2 separate regions of the Mus musculus genome follow, and region 2 is linked to region 1. The links are chromatin contacts, called in public HiChIP or PLAC-seq maps. All regions are on one chromosome and are shown on one strand. Each heading gives the region's core, a stretch centred on a gene start, on an enhancer-like site or on the middle of the called end of the contact. The rest is flanking DNA. Distances are from core to core; before and after follow the strand shown.

Evidence for each region. HiChIP or PLAC-seq counts read pairs in DNA pulled down with a chosen protein or histone mark.
Region 2: a contact with region 1 is called in an H3K27ac HiChIP or PLAC-seq map of microglia, with 6 times the contacts expected there. The contact joins the promoter of Rrp12 here to the promoter of Blnk in region 1. A contact is called at or near these places in 1 of 39 promoter capture datasets (pre-B cells) and 1 of 115 datasets of contacts at active chromatin or transcription factors (microglia).

Annotation. Positions count from the first base shown.
Region 1 is chr19:40,992,329-40,999,496 of GRCm38.p6, reverse strand. Blnk (B cell linker) reads left to right here and starts at 5,276. Exons shown (of 17, transcript NM_008528.5): 1 at 5,276-5,485. The coding sequence starts at 5,439.
Region 2 is chr19:41,891,932-41,898,699 of GRCm38.p6, reverse strand. It overlaps Rrp12 (ribosomal RNA processing 12 homolog (S. cerevisiae)), which reads left to right and starts at 2,547. Exons shown (of 34, transcript NM_199447.2): 1 at 2,547-2,761; 2 at 3,323-3,552; 3 at 6,079-6,162. The coding sequence starts at 2,623.

The DNA of each region.
Region 1 (7,168 bases), core at 4,027-6,526:
CATAGAGGGCTGGGAAAGGCATACGTCCTAAAGAAGGGCCTGCGGATGGAAGCCAGAACAGAGGGTAAAGCTGTCTACAGGAAGTAGCAAGTTGATCTATAACCCAGTGAATGCTCACGCTGGAGGGAAAGCAGGCCAAGGCAGAACTATGTCACCAGAGACTCTTGACAAAGTGTCTGAGTGCTGAAGGCAAGAGTCTAAAAAGTTGTCCAGGGCAACGCCAGGCTACTACAATGTTCTTTCCAACATGATCTTGGACTGATGCAATGAACAGAACCTGGGTCTTTGTCTTAGCTAATTAGATGCCACCCTGTAGGTCAGTCAGAGAGACAGAATGTTGAACAGATAAAATAGAGGACCCGTTTGACCCCAAAAAGGGAAGCTTGCGCTTCAAGGAGCCTCAGCCTTCTGCTCAAGCCACACACATTGTGCCCTTCTTCCTCCTTCTTTCTTCTCCCATGACAGAAGTGAGCAGGCCACCAGCTGTCAGTGTCTGCCACTCTTCCTTTTTTTTGTCTTTACCCTTCCTGTCCTTTTCCAATATTTGCTTCCACTGTCTCACCCAGGTGACTTGGTTGCCTCCCTTAGCTTCTTCAGCTATTAGACCCTTGGCTGCAACTAGCTGAGAAAGCCAGGCATGGCTGACCAGTGGCAAGTTCCTGTCTCAGGAACCTGTGTAGTCAAGAATGCAGCCAGGGCTGCTGTTGCTGCAGGGTGACTAATGGGCTTCGGGAGTAATTCTCTCCTTCCTGGAGAGCAGTCATCACAGCACAAAAGAGGAAGGGCAATGGCTTTAATGAGGTTTTTGCAAAGCTTAACGACCAGACTGCACAGTGCCAACAGCACATGGTACCTCCTCTTGGTCTGTTTGCCTAAACTGGCTCCAGCAAGGAAGTTCAGTCAGAGGGCATGCGCCAGAGTTATATAACTAGAGCTCACATGCCAGGCCCTCTGAGGACTTGGACTCCCTCTGAAGTTCCCACCTAGCCTCTCTTTAAGATGTCTGAGACAAGAGAACCAGGGGCCTCTCTTTCTGGAATCTACAGGGGTGTCCCACAGGTGCTAGCTAGATTTTAGATGCCTCACCAATGTTTAGATATCTGTGTTCTCCTTGTCCTCTAAAAGAGAGTAGATGAAGTCAGGGACAGTAAGTGACTCTCTCAAGTCTGTGGTTAAGTTGATGCTAGGACAAAGCCTTCTATCAGCATCACAGATCTATCTTGTAATGGGAAAAGCTTTTTTTGATGGGCAGTTTAGACTGTACACAAGCTTGGACTGAGTCCCAGCTCCTCTGTGGACAAAGGATAGCACTTTCGACTTGTTATTTAGCCTAAGAATCGATTCTTCATATGAAAAAGGAATGTGACTGTAGTACAGGAAATACAGAAAGTGCTCAATGGACATACTGCTGTAGTTGTTACCACAGAAGCAAGAAAAATCAACCAGGACTGACCAGAGCTGTCTGGGTCTCACCCAGGAGCTCCCACAAAGCCTGTCTTCTTCCTCCTCCTCTTCCTCTTCCTCCTCCTCCTCTTCTTCTTCCTCCCCCTCCTCCTCCTCCTCTTCCTCCTCTTCCTCCTCTTCCTCTTCTTCTTCCCCCCTCCTCCTCCTCCTTTTTCTTCCTCTTCTTCCTCCTCCTCTTCTTCTTCCTTTTCCTCCTCCTCCTTCTCCTCTTCCTCCTTCTACTACTCAGTCTTCACTCTCTCATGGAGCTGCATGCTATCTTGTCTTTCCTCAATAATCCCAGGTCTGTATTATTTCTGTTAAATATTTAATGCCCATGACATAGGAGGCCATAAATAATGACAGTAAAAGAGATAGTCATGTCTAACACTTGACTTAAGAAATAGGGTGTGGGGCCTGGGAAGATTGCTCAGTTGGTAAGACGCTTGTTGTGGAGGCATGAGGACCCGAGTATGACTTCCCAGAACCTAGATAAAAATTTCAGATCTGGTGGCACACTTAAGCTCTCCTAGCTCTGGGGAAATGAGCAGGCAGAAGGGATTCTGGGGCTCCACGACCAACCACCCTAGCCTAATTGCTGAGTTCATGTCTTGATGAGGGACCTTGTTCCAAAAGCAATCTGGACAGTGCCTGAGGAACAATGAGTAATGTCCTTGGTCTCCACATACACACTCACCCTCCAACCCCAAACACACCAAAACAGAGAAGATGCTTCCATTGTCTGGCAGGCCTGTGGACCCCTTCTCTATATATGCAGTTATATAAATGCAACTTGCTGAGTCTGTTTGTGTTGCTTGAGCACAAAGGATTTCAGCACTGACTACTCTGTATTGGATACTCAACTGAGAGGCTTATCCTTAGGAAAGGTTAGCTCTCCCTCTCTCAGAAGTCATTTGTCACCTACCAAACTCCATGAGCTTTCCCCCTTCTGCATGTAGAATGTTTACTGGTATTTCCACTGTCTGGGCTTGTTTAGACAGTCATTTCTAGGAGGCATTAACTTCTTTTGAACAGTTTTGCTTAAATCTTACTTCTTTGTGTGCTCACGTGCTCCACTGCGGACACCCGGAGGTCAGAGGAGTTCTTTCTATCGTGTGTGACCTGGAGACGTTCAGGAGTCAGTCTTACAGCAAGTGCCCTTACCCACTGAGCCGTCTTGCAGGCTTGTACATTTGCTTCTTCAGTTTGTCTTTATTGCTTAAATTATATTTTAAAAACTGGGGCTGGAGAGGTGGCTCAGTGGTTAAGGGGCATCTGTGTCCTTTCAGAGGACCTGGGTTTGATTCCCAGCAACCACATGGAGGTTCACACCTGAACTGTTTGTACCTGAAGTTCCAGGAAATCGAATGCTTTCCGGCCCCTACTCCCCAGAAGTATTCAAGTAGGTGTATAGATAGACATACATTCAGGTGAAGCACTAATACACATAAAATAGTAATAAAATACTTTTAAAGAGGAAAATATTATTTTTGCCATCTATCCACAGTGATACAACTGGAGCTCACTGGTTTCCGCTGTTCAATAGTATCTGTTTATGTGAAAAATGGTACCAATCATTCATTACTGTCTTGTTGATGGACAACTAACTGGACCATTGCTAAGACTGGGTTTTTGTTTTTCCTGTTAGAAACAGGAAAGCAAGCTGGTGTTCAGTGGTGCAGCACTTGCACGGCTTGCCCAAGGCCCCGAAGGAGGGAATAGCAGCGCTTCACTGAACATTCTTGCATGTGACCTTGGTTTATCAGCTTAGAAATGTCTCATAGACCCTATGACCTACCCTCACAAACATGTGCACCATTTAACACGAACCTCCTTCCAAAGTGATTGTGCCATATGGCTTTCTCCGTGGTATGTGTGACTCACAGTTGTTAAAAGGCATTTGTCGTGGTACTTTGGTGATTCAGTCATCTGTGTACCTGCTGTTGTAGACTGGGCCTGGCTGCTCTTCAAGGCATAAGCTGTGGAGTCACACTGTGTGGTCTCACTTCATTAACAAGTCAGCAGCTGAGATTTGGTAACCGGTTCCCAGTCGTGATCAACCCTTCTTGGCAAGCCGTGGCAGCAGGAAAGCCACTGGGTCAGGCTTGGATCATTGAACTGACCCACTCCACACACTCCACACCACACGGGGCAGAACTGCAACACACCGGCCTGGAAAAGCAGTTTCTCGTTTTCATCGTGTCGGACTTGAATACAGTAAAAAGAAGAAAGACAAGCGGCTGTAAAAAGAAAAAGCAGAAGTGGAACCCTCGACCCTCTCTCTTTCTCTGGGGAAATAAGAAGTTGCCAGACCAGGTGCTCGACAGAGTTGGTGGAGAGGAAAGTCCGCAGGTCAATTGGAAGCATTTTACAACCATCCAGAAGGAACAAAAGGCTATTATCACCCCCCTGGCCAGACTCTCCTGACCCTTGATGACATCATATATGGTTTTTATGTTCCTTTCTGCTAAGAGCTGTGGGAAGGGCGGGGCAGGGAACTAGATCTCCTTCAGGATACATTGCAAGAAAACCGTGCAGGCAGATTAGAGAAAGGCAACAGTTACGGGAAGCAAGTGTCTGCATTTCTCTCCTGATGCCCTACTCTTCTGCAAAGGGACCTCACCCTTCAACCACTCTGAGGCATCAGCTCTCGGACATCCTGAAGAATGGCAAATTCAGATATAGTGCATGAACGTGAACAGTCAAGGAACCAGGAGGACCGAAGAGCTCCTCTTTGAACAAAGAACCTGGGGGTGGGGGTGGGCAGGGGCGGGAAGAAATCCGGGTTTGCTCTCTGTCTCTTCTCCTCCCTTCTCTGGCCTGGTCCTCCTTCCCACTCTCTCCTCAGCCAGGCCCTTGAAGCTATAACAGGAGAGATAACTGAAATCCCTCCACTCTGTCTCCCTCCAACCCCCCGTGCATTCTTTAGACCCAGGTCGATGGTCCTTTGATAATGTTCAGAACGTAATCTCCTTTCACAAAGGTGACTAGGATGTGCCAGGTGAGTGGGGGTGGGGGTGTTCAGGTCCAAGGGGAAGAAAGAACACGCCCTCTCATTTTTTTGTTTTTTGTGTTTTGTTGTCTCGAGGAGTATAGCAGAACTGTCTAGATGGGGTCAGAGGCAGGTGTGGGATTTCACTGTGCTTGGGATACCCCTACACCTGACATGTCGCACTGGGTGTGATGAGAGGGGAAGACATGGAGGGGAGTTAGGAGGCATCCGCCTGATGTCATGTGTTGGGAAATCACTAGGCTTGTCCTCAGCTGACTTTTGAGTGTATCCTGTCTTTATTTGAAAATGGCAAGCTTTCAGCAAGGCAACTCCTGACTCCACACAGCATACGATAGGGTCGCCTTTCCCCACCCCTAAGTGACCTTGACCTTGCACAAAGAATTACCTATCACATTTTAAATGACCACTGCTGTGACCTCGGTGACAAGAACTGTCCATTTCATGTCTTAGTTCTTAAGAAGAAGAGGCTAACCCATGGCTTAATGCAAATGAGCAGAAAGCCCCCAAAGAGCCATCCAGATATAATTGATTATTCAGCTTTTCCTTGTACCTAAGAAGTGGCAGGGTGACTCTGGCCATCTGCTAAAAACAGGGACTACCTAAGGTTTGGGACAAACAGGAAGTAGTGCTCAGTCAGAAACTTATCCAACCTGGCAACACACCTGATCATAAAAGAGCTACTGGAAGGGATTTGCATGCCCAATAAGGTTTCACTACCGAAGTTTACACAACGCACAGTAATCAGCCAGGCTGGCTGACTCCCTGGATCACATGACCTCGTAGAAACATGAAACTTGGCGATGCGCTCCAGCGAGTTTTACTTCCCCTGTGCAGGGGTGTTTGCCAGCAGCCTGTGGGTTGCTCGCAGAAGTCAGTTCCAGTGGCTTGAGTTCTTGAGGCCAGAGCCTTACCATGCTGCTCCCCAGGAAGTCCAGGAGCTGCTGACACCCCCCTGGACAGCGACACATCCTCTCTCAAGAAAATGGACAAGCTGAATAAGATAACTGTCCCTGCCAGCCAGAAGCTGAGGTAAGAGATTCCCTTCGGAGCCTTATTCCTCTTCTTTGCCCTCTAGGGCTCCTCCAGCGCTCAGAGGCACCAAAACCTTGGGATACTTGACCAGTGCCAATCGGTTAGCAATGGCTATAGGGAAGTAGATCAGCTTTTTAAAGAAACGTGTAGGAGGAGTGAAGGAACCTGCTTTGGCTGGTTTTTGCCAGGGATGGGACAAAGAGTGAAGCTCTGGGAAGGCAAGAAGATAGAAAATTTGATGGCCCACATGCTAGCAACAGCCAGCTTTCTGAGTCTGAGGAGGGGCTCATCCATGGTGTGAAGAGCGTTTGTAGTCACTGTCGCTTACTGACTCTTGTTTGTTTTGTGGGTGTTCACCCTAAGTTTATTGGGGGAACTACGCGTCTCTCCAGTACCCTCATGACTATCTATTTTAGAATGTCAGATGGCTCACTGGATAAAGTGCTGAATGTGCAGGTCTGATGATCTAAGTTCCATGCCCACAACCCAGATAAAAAACGGAAAGAGAAGCAACTCCACAAAGCTGTCCTTGGACTCCACAGTCACTGCCAGCCTGGCACATGCATGCCCTGACACATCATGCCCACACACATTTCACACACACATACACACACACATACTGATAATAACAATAACCATTTTAAAAAACAGCTTTGGCAATTTAAAGAAATATATACTAAGAAAGAATAAGCCAGCAGTGGCCTAAGGCATACATACGTCAAGAGACCATGCAAAGATGACTTCCCAGTTTTTGAGTTTGAAGAGCATTGTCTTCTGAAGTGGGGCTGATGACTCTCAGAGGCTGGAACTTTCAAACGTTTAAGGGTGTGTTATATTCCATGTGCAGGCTAGAACTTTGGACTTTCATGAGGTCATACTTAAGGGATGGAGCACTGGAGAGTCTGAGACAAATGACAAGAAAAGACATGGAGTTGATAGAAGGACAGTCTTTCACGGTGGCACATGGGTCTTCTCACTCTGAGGGGTTTGGTAAGAGGCAGACTGAGAGGTACTAAGGGGTCCAGACCAGCGGGCAGCATCAGCTGGTCAGCCATTTTATAGAGGATACCCAGGAGAGCCACAGAGCCTTTAACATGGAAGTTAGAAGGTCCCACAGGCACCCTCCATCTTCTGCTGTGCATCTCACGGAAGGGAAGGGTAGAGCAGACATCGTAGAAATAATAAGGGGGCCACGAAGTGGAGAAGAGGATTGGAGTAGCAGAGACATCTTCATGAAGATGATGCTTCAAGAATTAAGCCTCTGAGAGGCAGCTGAGAAAACAGATGGAGAGCTGAGGGAAACAGGTTACATGCTGAGGGGGCTGTAACCTCACACGTACAGGCTGATGCGAGTGCAGTCTCAAATGTGGGCTGGTGAGAAAAGTCCTGCCTAGCAGAGGCCACAGAGTGGAACGTATGGGGTGAGAGGGCCCTGGGAAATTGGTCCTGTCTAATGGGGCCAGCTGGAAAAGAGCCACTTGGGGGCGGGGGGGGGGGGTCTAACCATACAGAGTTGGGCAGCGGCTGTGCTGTTAGGGAGTGATCAGGACGGATTGCATAGGGGAAGCTGAAGGTACAGATCCTGGGGGTGCTGGGGATATAACTATCCCCAGCATCTAGAGTTAAAGGCACAGCACTGAGAAGGGACAAGCAGGGAGAAGTCAGAGGACCTGGCAGAGA
Region 2 (6,768 bases), core at 1,298-3,797, 900 kb before region 1:
TGTCTGTCCCTGCTTCCTGAATGCAGGCACAATGTGCTCAACACACCTAGCACCTTGTCTTCCTTACCACAATGGACTGTTCCCTCAAACTGTAAGCCAAAACAAATTCTTCCTTCTTTAAATAGCTTTGTTGGGCATTTTGTCCCAGCAGTGAGAAAAGTCACTTAACGGACAGCCATTTTCATATTGACTCCAAATGATAGCTCAGTGGGTTTAGTATTGTATAGAGGGTAAAATATATATGAGCCGAACATTGAAGTGTACACCTGTAATTCAAGCCCTTCACATACACAGAGGCAGGAGGATTGCCATGAATCCAAAAGAAGAATGTGTTACATGGCAAGGGCTTGATTATCCCATCCCTTCCCTCTGCAATAAATAAATAAATAAATAAATAAATAAATAAATAGAAAAGAAGCAAACCAGAGTATGATGCTGGGCCATTGAGCCATCTCTTCAGCCCCTCTATTTTTTAAGATACATTCAGGTAAGTATATAATACACAACCATTACTTGGTGAATACATCTATGTAAACCCCTAAGATATTAGACTATAACTACATCTACTGTGCTTACTCTCAGCTGGTACCAGATTCCAATACTGGGGTCCTTTTGTTTTTTTAATTAATAGAATCATACAATACACATTTTTTTTTGTTTTTTTGTTTTTTTGAGACAGGGTTTCTCTGTATAGCCCTGGCTGTCCTGGAACTCACTCTGTAGACCAGGCTGGCCTTGAACTCAGAAATCCACCTGCCTCTGCATCCCCAGTGCTGGGATTAAAGGCGTGCGCCACCACTGCCTGGCTACATTCTTTTATGTCTGGAGTCTTCCATTTAATTTGAATCATACACGCACATAGCAGATCTCTGTGTATACTATGCAGAAGCTGCTGTTTAAAAATGATAAAATATTCCATTACATATCATTATATCACAGTGAATCTGACCTATTCTGTTGATGGGTGTTTGGTCACTTCTAGTTCTCAACTATCTCTTTTTTAGCAAGTAAGTAATCGTCTCTGTTGGGTGTATATATAGGAATGAATTGCTGGGTAGAGTGGACATATGTTTTATTAGATACTACTAGACCAAGCTAGATGTTAGGGCTCATGCCTGCAATCCCATCACTCACGAAGCAGAGGCAGAAGAATTGCTGTGAGTTTAAGGCCAACATAGGTCACACGAGACCTCAAAATACAAACAGGGAGCAGGGGCTGGAGAGATGAATTAACAACAGTGAAGAGTTCATGCTAGGGCTGGAGAGATGGCTCAGTGGTTAAGAGCAATGACTGCTCTTCCAGAGGTCCTGAGTTCAATTCCCAGCAACCACATGGTGGCTCACAACCATCTGTAATGGGATCGGATGCCTTCTTCTGGTGTGTCTGAAGACAGTGATAGTGTACTCACACACAGCTCTTGCAGAAGACCTGAGACAGGTTTCTCCTAGCACCCTCAGACAGCTCATAACTGCTCGTAATTCCAGCTCCAGGGGGTCTGATGCTTCCGGCCTCCACAGGCACCTGAATTCATACCATCACACGGGTGTACACATAACTTAAGAAATACATCTTTTAAAAATAGTACTAGTTTCCCAAAGTGCCCATATCAACCAACAGCAGCACATGGAGACATCAGGGCTGTGTTCTTGGCAACAGGGCACCACCACTGCTCCTTTCTGTCGTTATTCCGTTGTGGTTTCAATTTGCAAAGCAAGTCGTGGGCACTAGTTGTTGCTTTTATCTCTCGTGAGGCCAAGATGTTTTCATTTGTTATACATCCATAGTTTTTGATTATTGTTTTCTTTTTTAAACTTTATTAGGGTTTTTTGTTTGTTTGTTTCTGTTTTTTGAGACAGGTTCTCACTGTGTAGCCCTGAATGTCTTGGAGTTCACTATTTCAATATTTAGAGCAGTGTGGCCTTGAAATTACGGAGATCAACCAACGTCTGTTACCTAGGCGCTGGGATTACTGATGTATTTATTTTGTTATTTTTGTTTTTAGACAGGATTTTGCATCTCGCAGTGTGGAGACTAGGCTGGCTTTAAACTCACGACAGTCTTCCAGTTTGCCGGGATTACAAGCGTGCGGACACCACCGCTCCGCTTGAACAACCGATTTTTGTTTGTTTGTTTGTTTTTCGAGGCAGGGTTTCTCTGTATAGCCCTGGCTGCCCTGGAACTCACTTTGTAGACCAGGCTGGCCTCGTACTCGGAAATCCACCTGCCTCTGCTGGGATTAAAGGTGTGCGCCACCACGCCCGGCTGAACAACTGATTCTTTGAGAGTAATATAAATTTGTCTTTTAATTCCAAAGAAATTCCCGTTTTACAAGGTTTTCCTTCACGGCCACGAATCTTGGCGGTGCATCAGGAGCCCACACAGCATCCGAAACACCAGAACTCCTTCCCCAGCGTTAAGATCGCAAAGCAAATAGGAAGCCTCAGAACGGATGTTGATTGGTTTTGCCATGGTAACAGATTGGAGACAGGAAGTGACATCAGAGGAAGGGGCTGCGGAGCCGGCTGAGGACACACACGTGGGTTCTGCCGTGGCTTCTGCTGTCTTTTCGGCGTGTGTGGACGCTTGTTCTCTGGGCGAGTGCGAGCCACCGTTTGGTCAACATGGGTCGCTCGGGGAAATTGCCCTCTGGTGTCTCGGCCAAGTTGAAGCGCTGGAAGAAAGGCCACAGCAGCGACAGCAACCCCGCCACTTGCCGCCATCGCCAGGCCGCTCGGAGCCGCTTCTTCAGCCGCCCGTCAGGTAGCCGGGCCGTGGGACTCCTTGGGCGGCATCTTGTGGCATTCGGCCTGCCACTTTGTAATGTCAGTCCTGGCGCTCACTGTGAAGGCCCGCCCCTCGAGTTTGACAGATGCGGAAATTGTCCTCTGAAGGGAAATGACTTGTCTAGGATACCGCGGTCTCAGGGACACGGCCGTCACTACCCTTGGATGCCCCTTTAGATTTATGTATATGTTGAGGGAGTGTCAGGGAGCGAACCCAGGACTTTGTGCACGCTAACTAAACACTCAACTACTAACCCACATCTTCAGCCTTCGGGTGTCTCCGTACAGTATACGACCCTGGCTCTGGATGTCCCTGTGCCTTTAGTACAGGGAAGCAGAAACAGATCTGGGGTTCCTTTCTCTTGGCCTTGAAAATTGCAAGCGTACACAGGGCTGTGCAGGCAAGCCTGGTTTGGAATCCTGCCGCTGGGATTGGGGGGGTCTAAACCCTCTGGTTTGTTTCTTAGGGGTTCTGTTCCTTCAGCTAAAGGAAGTTTGGGTGGAAATGGGGCCATTACCTTGTTACTCTGGTTCTCAGGAAAGAGCGACCTGACTGTTGATGCTGTGAAGTTGCATAATGAGCTGCAGTCGGGGACCCTGAGCCTGGGCAAAAGCCAAGCCCCTGAGACGACCATGGACCAAGATCCAGAGGTGGCTTTCACCGAGAAGTCCTCGGGCACGTTTCTGAGTGGCTTGTCTGACTGTACAAATGTCACTTTCAGCAAAGTGCAGCGCTTCTGGGAATCCAACTCAGCTGCTCACAAGGAGGTAGGAGATTGGTTGCTGAGTTTGTAGGGCAGTAGGCAGGGCACATTCAAGATGACTTTCATACAGCTCTGGTGACAGCAACTGGTATTTCTGGATGATGTGTCATCTCTCTTACCCTTTGTGCCCCTCACATACACTCTTGGGCAGAGTCCCCTTAAAAATCGTGTGTGGTAATTAATGTTCATATATGTTTGAAATTTTTTTGTTTATTTTTTTGAGACAAAGTTTCCATTTGTAGACCAGACTGGCTTCAAAGCCATAGAGAGCAATCTGTCTTTGCCTCTCAAGTGCTGGGGTCAAAGGTTTGTGTCTTCATGCTCAACAAAGCATATTAATTTTGATTGTGCGTGTCACAGCATGGGCATGAAGGTCAGAAGACAACTTTAGGGAGACCTTTCTCTTCCCTTCCACCATGTGGGGCTCAGGGATCAAATTCAACTTGTCAGGTTTGGGAGCAAGTACTTTACTGGCTGAGCCAGACTGAGGGTAGAAATGTTGTCAACCTTTGTCTCCTCAGCTGTTCTTCAAACGGGAATCTTTACATGTATTTCCAGGGATGTTAGTGTTCAAGTTCATGGTGAATAACTGTGGTTTGGGATCTGTTTTGTTTAACGAAAAATGTTTTACTTAATTGACATTTCAAAGTTAATATGTTTATTTTTTTATTATTTAAATGAGGAATATTAAAAATGCTAAATGAGGGGCTGGAGAGATGGCTCAGCGGTTAAGAGCGCTGACTGCTCTTCCGAAGGTCGTGAGTTCAAATCCCAGCAACCACATGTCTGATGCCCTCTTCTGGGATGTCTGAGGACAGCTACAGTGTATGTACATGTAATAAATAAATAAATCTTTAAAAAAATGCTAAATGATACAAAGAGATATAAATAGACTAAAGTGTTATAGCTAGTCTCCCAATTTGAGTCTCTCCAGTGGGCATTGTTCATAGGTCACTCAATGTATTTCTAGACTAGCACTGCCCAGTAGTGCTATAAAGTGAACCACGAGTGATTTTGAATTTTAGAAGCTACATTTAAAAAGTAAAAAGAAGTGGGTAAAATTAATGTATTCGACCAGTATGTATAAAATATTAGCATTTCAACACATTTAGTCAGTCTTTGTGTTATTTCTTTAGACTCTTTTATTTATTTCAGTTTGGTGAGTTTGTGTCACATGTCTGCACATGTGCCCATGGGGGTCATAACTCCTGGAGCAGGAGTTGGAGTTGACCATGAGCTATCCCGTGTGGGTACTAGGAACCAGACTCCGGTCCTGTGCGAGGGCAGCGAGAGTTCCCAGCCACTGAGCCATGTAGATGCGCAGCCCCATCAGTCAGGATCTGTTGTGGTTATTGTTTTGGTTTTTAGCCTAGGGTCTCACTCAGTACCCCTGGCTGGCCTGAAACTTGATGTATGGACCAGGCATGCCTTGAACTCAAGAGAGCTATAAGACCCTTGTTTCCCAAGTGCCAGGATTAAAGGTGTGTGTCACTGCTGGATGATAAGGTCGTTTAGTCTAGCTCAGGTTGACCTGGATCGCACTTTGTGGCTCATGTTGGCCTAAGACTCAAGGTAATCCTCTTGCCTCCGCCTTTGGAATGCTGGGATCACAGGTGTGTGCCACCATACCGAGTTCTGTTCAACTTTCTGTATGTTTACTAGGGTTTACTGAAATATGGTTATATTTTATAACCACCACTCCAACTTTGTCATTGACAAAACAGTATTTCCAAGTTATTGTATCTAATTGTTCTCATATCGTTGGGGTTTTTTTTTGTTTTGTTGTTGTTTTTCAGTAGTCATATAATATTTAAATCTCATTTTTGGGCACGGCAGTACATGCCTCCTGTAATCTCAGGACTTGGAAAGCTGAGGCAGGAGAATTGCTGTCAGTTTGAAGCTAGTTTGGGCTACATATTGAGATTCTATCTCAAAAAAACAAAAACAGCCGGGCGTGGTGGTGCACGCCTTTAATCCCAGCACTCGGGAGGCAGAGGCAGGTGGATTTCTGAGTTTGAGGCCAGCCTGGTCTACAAAGTGAGTTTCAGGACAGCCAGGGCTATGCAGAGAAACCCTGTCTCGGAAAACCAAAAAACCAAAAACCAACCAAGCAACCAAACAAAACCTATCAAGTCTAAATAAAATAGTTCATCACCATCATCACCATCACTTCCTTCTGACTGCTGTTTCCCTCTTCTCCTCCTGGTCCCTCCCCTCTAGCCTCTCCTCGGCCCCCGTATTATCAACCTTCTGTTGCCGACTATCTGTTCCAGTTTGTGTGCAGTGTACAGTGCACACATTCACAGAGGTGTTTCTATAAGAAACTGTTCTTGAGGTGGCTGTGGAGCAGGCATGGTTTTAGGTGTCTTGTTTCCTGGGCCCTGTGGTGTGTGCTCCAGCTGTGGACTCAGATCTTGCTTGACGTTGGGTTTCATCAGGACATCAACTTGTGAAAGGGCAAGGGGCCACCCAGGCCAGGGTTGCCTTCAAGATACGTCATGGCTACTTTATCCCCTCTCCCCCTGTGCAGATCTGCGCTGTGCTGGCTGCTGTTACAGAGGTGATTCGATCCCAGGGAGGCAAGGAGACGGAGACCGAGTACTTTGCTGCTCTGGTGAGTGTGTGTGATGGGGGCTCCGTGTTCCGAGCAGCAGGTCAGTCAGGCTATCAAGAGAAGACAGGTGCCCCTCGCCTGTGGGGCTGGGGCAAACCTCCCGTGGGTGAAAGTGCTGGTAGCATTACTGTCTTAGCCTTGTAAGACAAATGTCCACTGTCTTATGAAGACCAGTTAGAACTGGAAGATCCTCTTAAAGAAATTACTTCTTAGGCCACTATGGTCCTTTTAGGGATAGGACAGGACAGGACAAGATTATATCCATTATAATACTAGCATACTGTTCACTATTTTTATCCTCATGAATGTACCATTGAGTTTTCCAGGAATTACCTGATAACGGAGGACAGTTTGGGGGAGTTCTGTTTACAACAGGTTTTCGCTATGTAACTCAGGCTGCTTTTGAAATGATGTCAGTCTTCCTGTCTTAGCCTCCCAAGGGTTGTGATTCCATGAACAGCATCATTGCTGCTGTGGGTTTTTTGTTTATTTTTTGTATTTTATTTTTTAGTACTAGGAATTGCACCCAGGGCTTTACATATGCCTTAAATAACTCAACTGCATCCTTAGCCCACAAGACAATAGTCTTTCTTCCTTTCTTTCTTT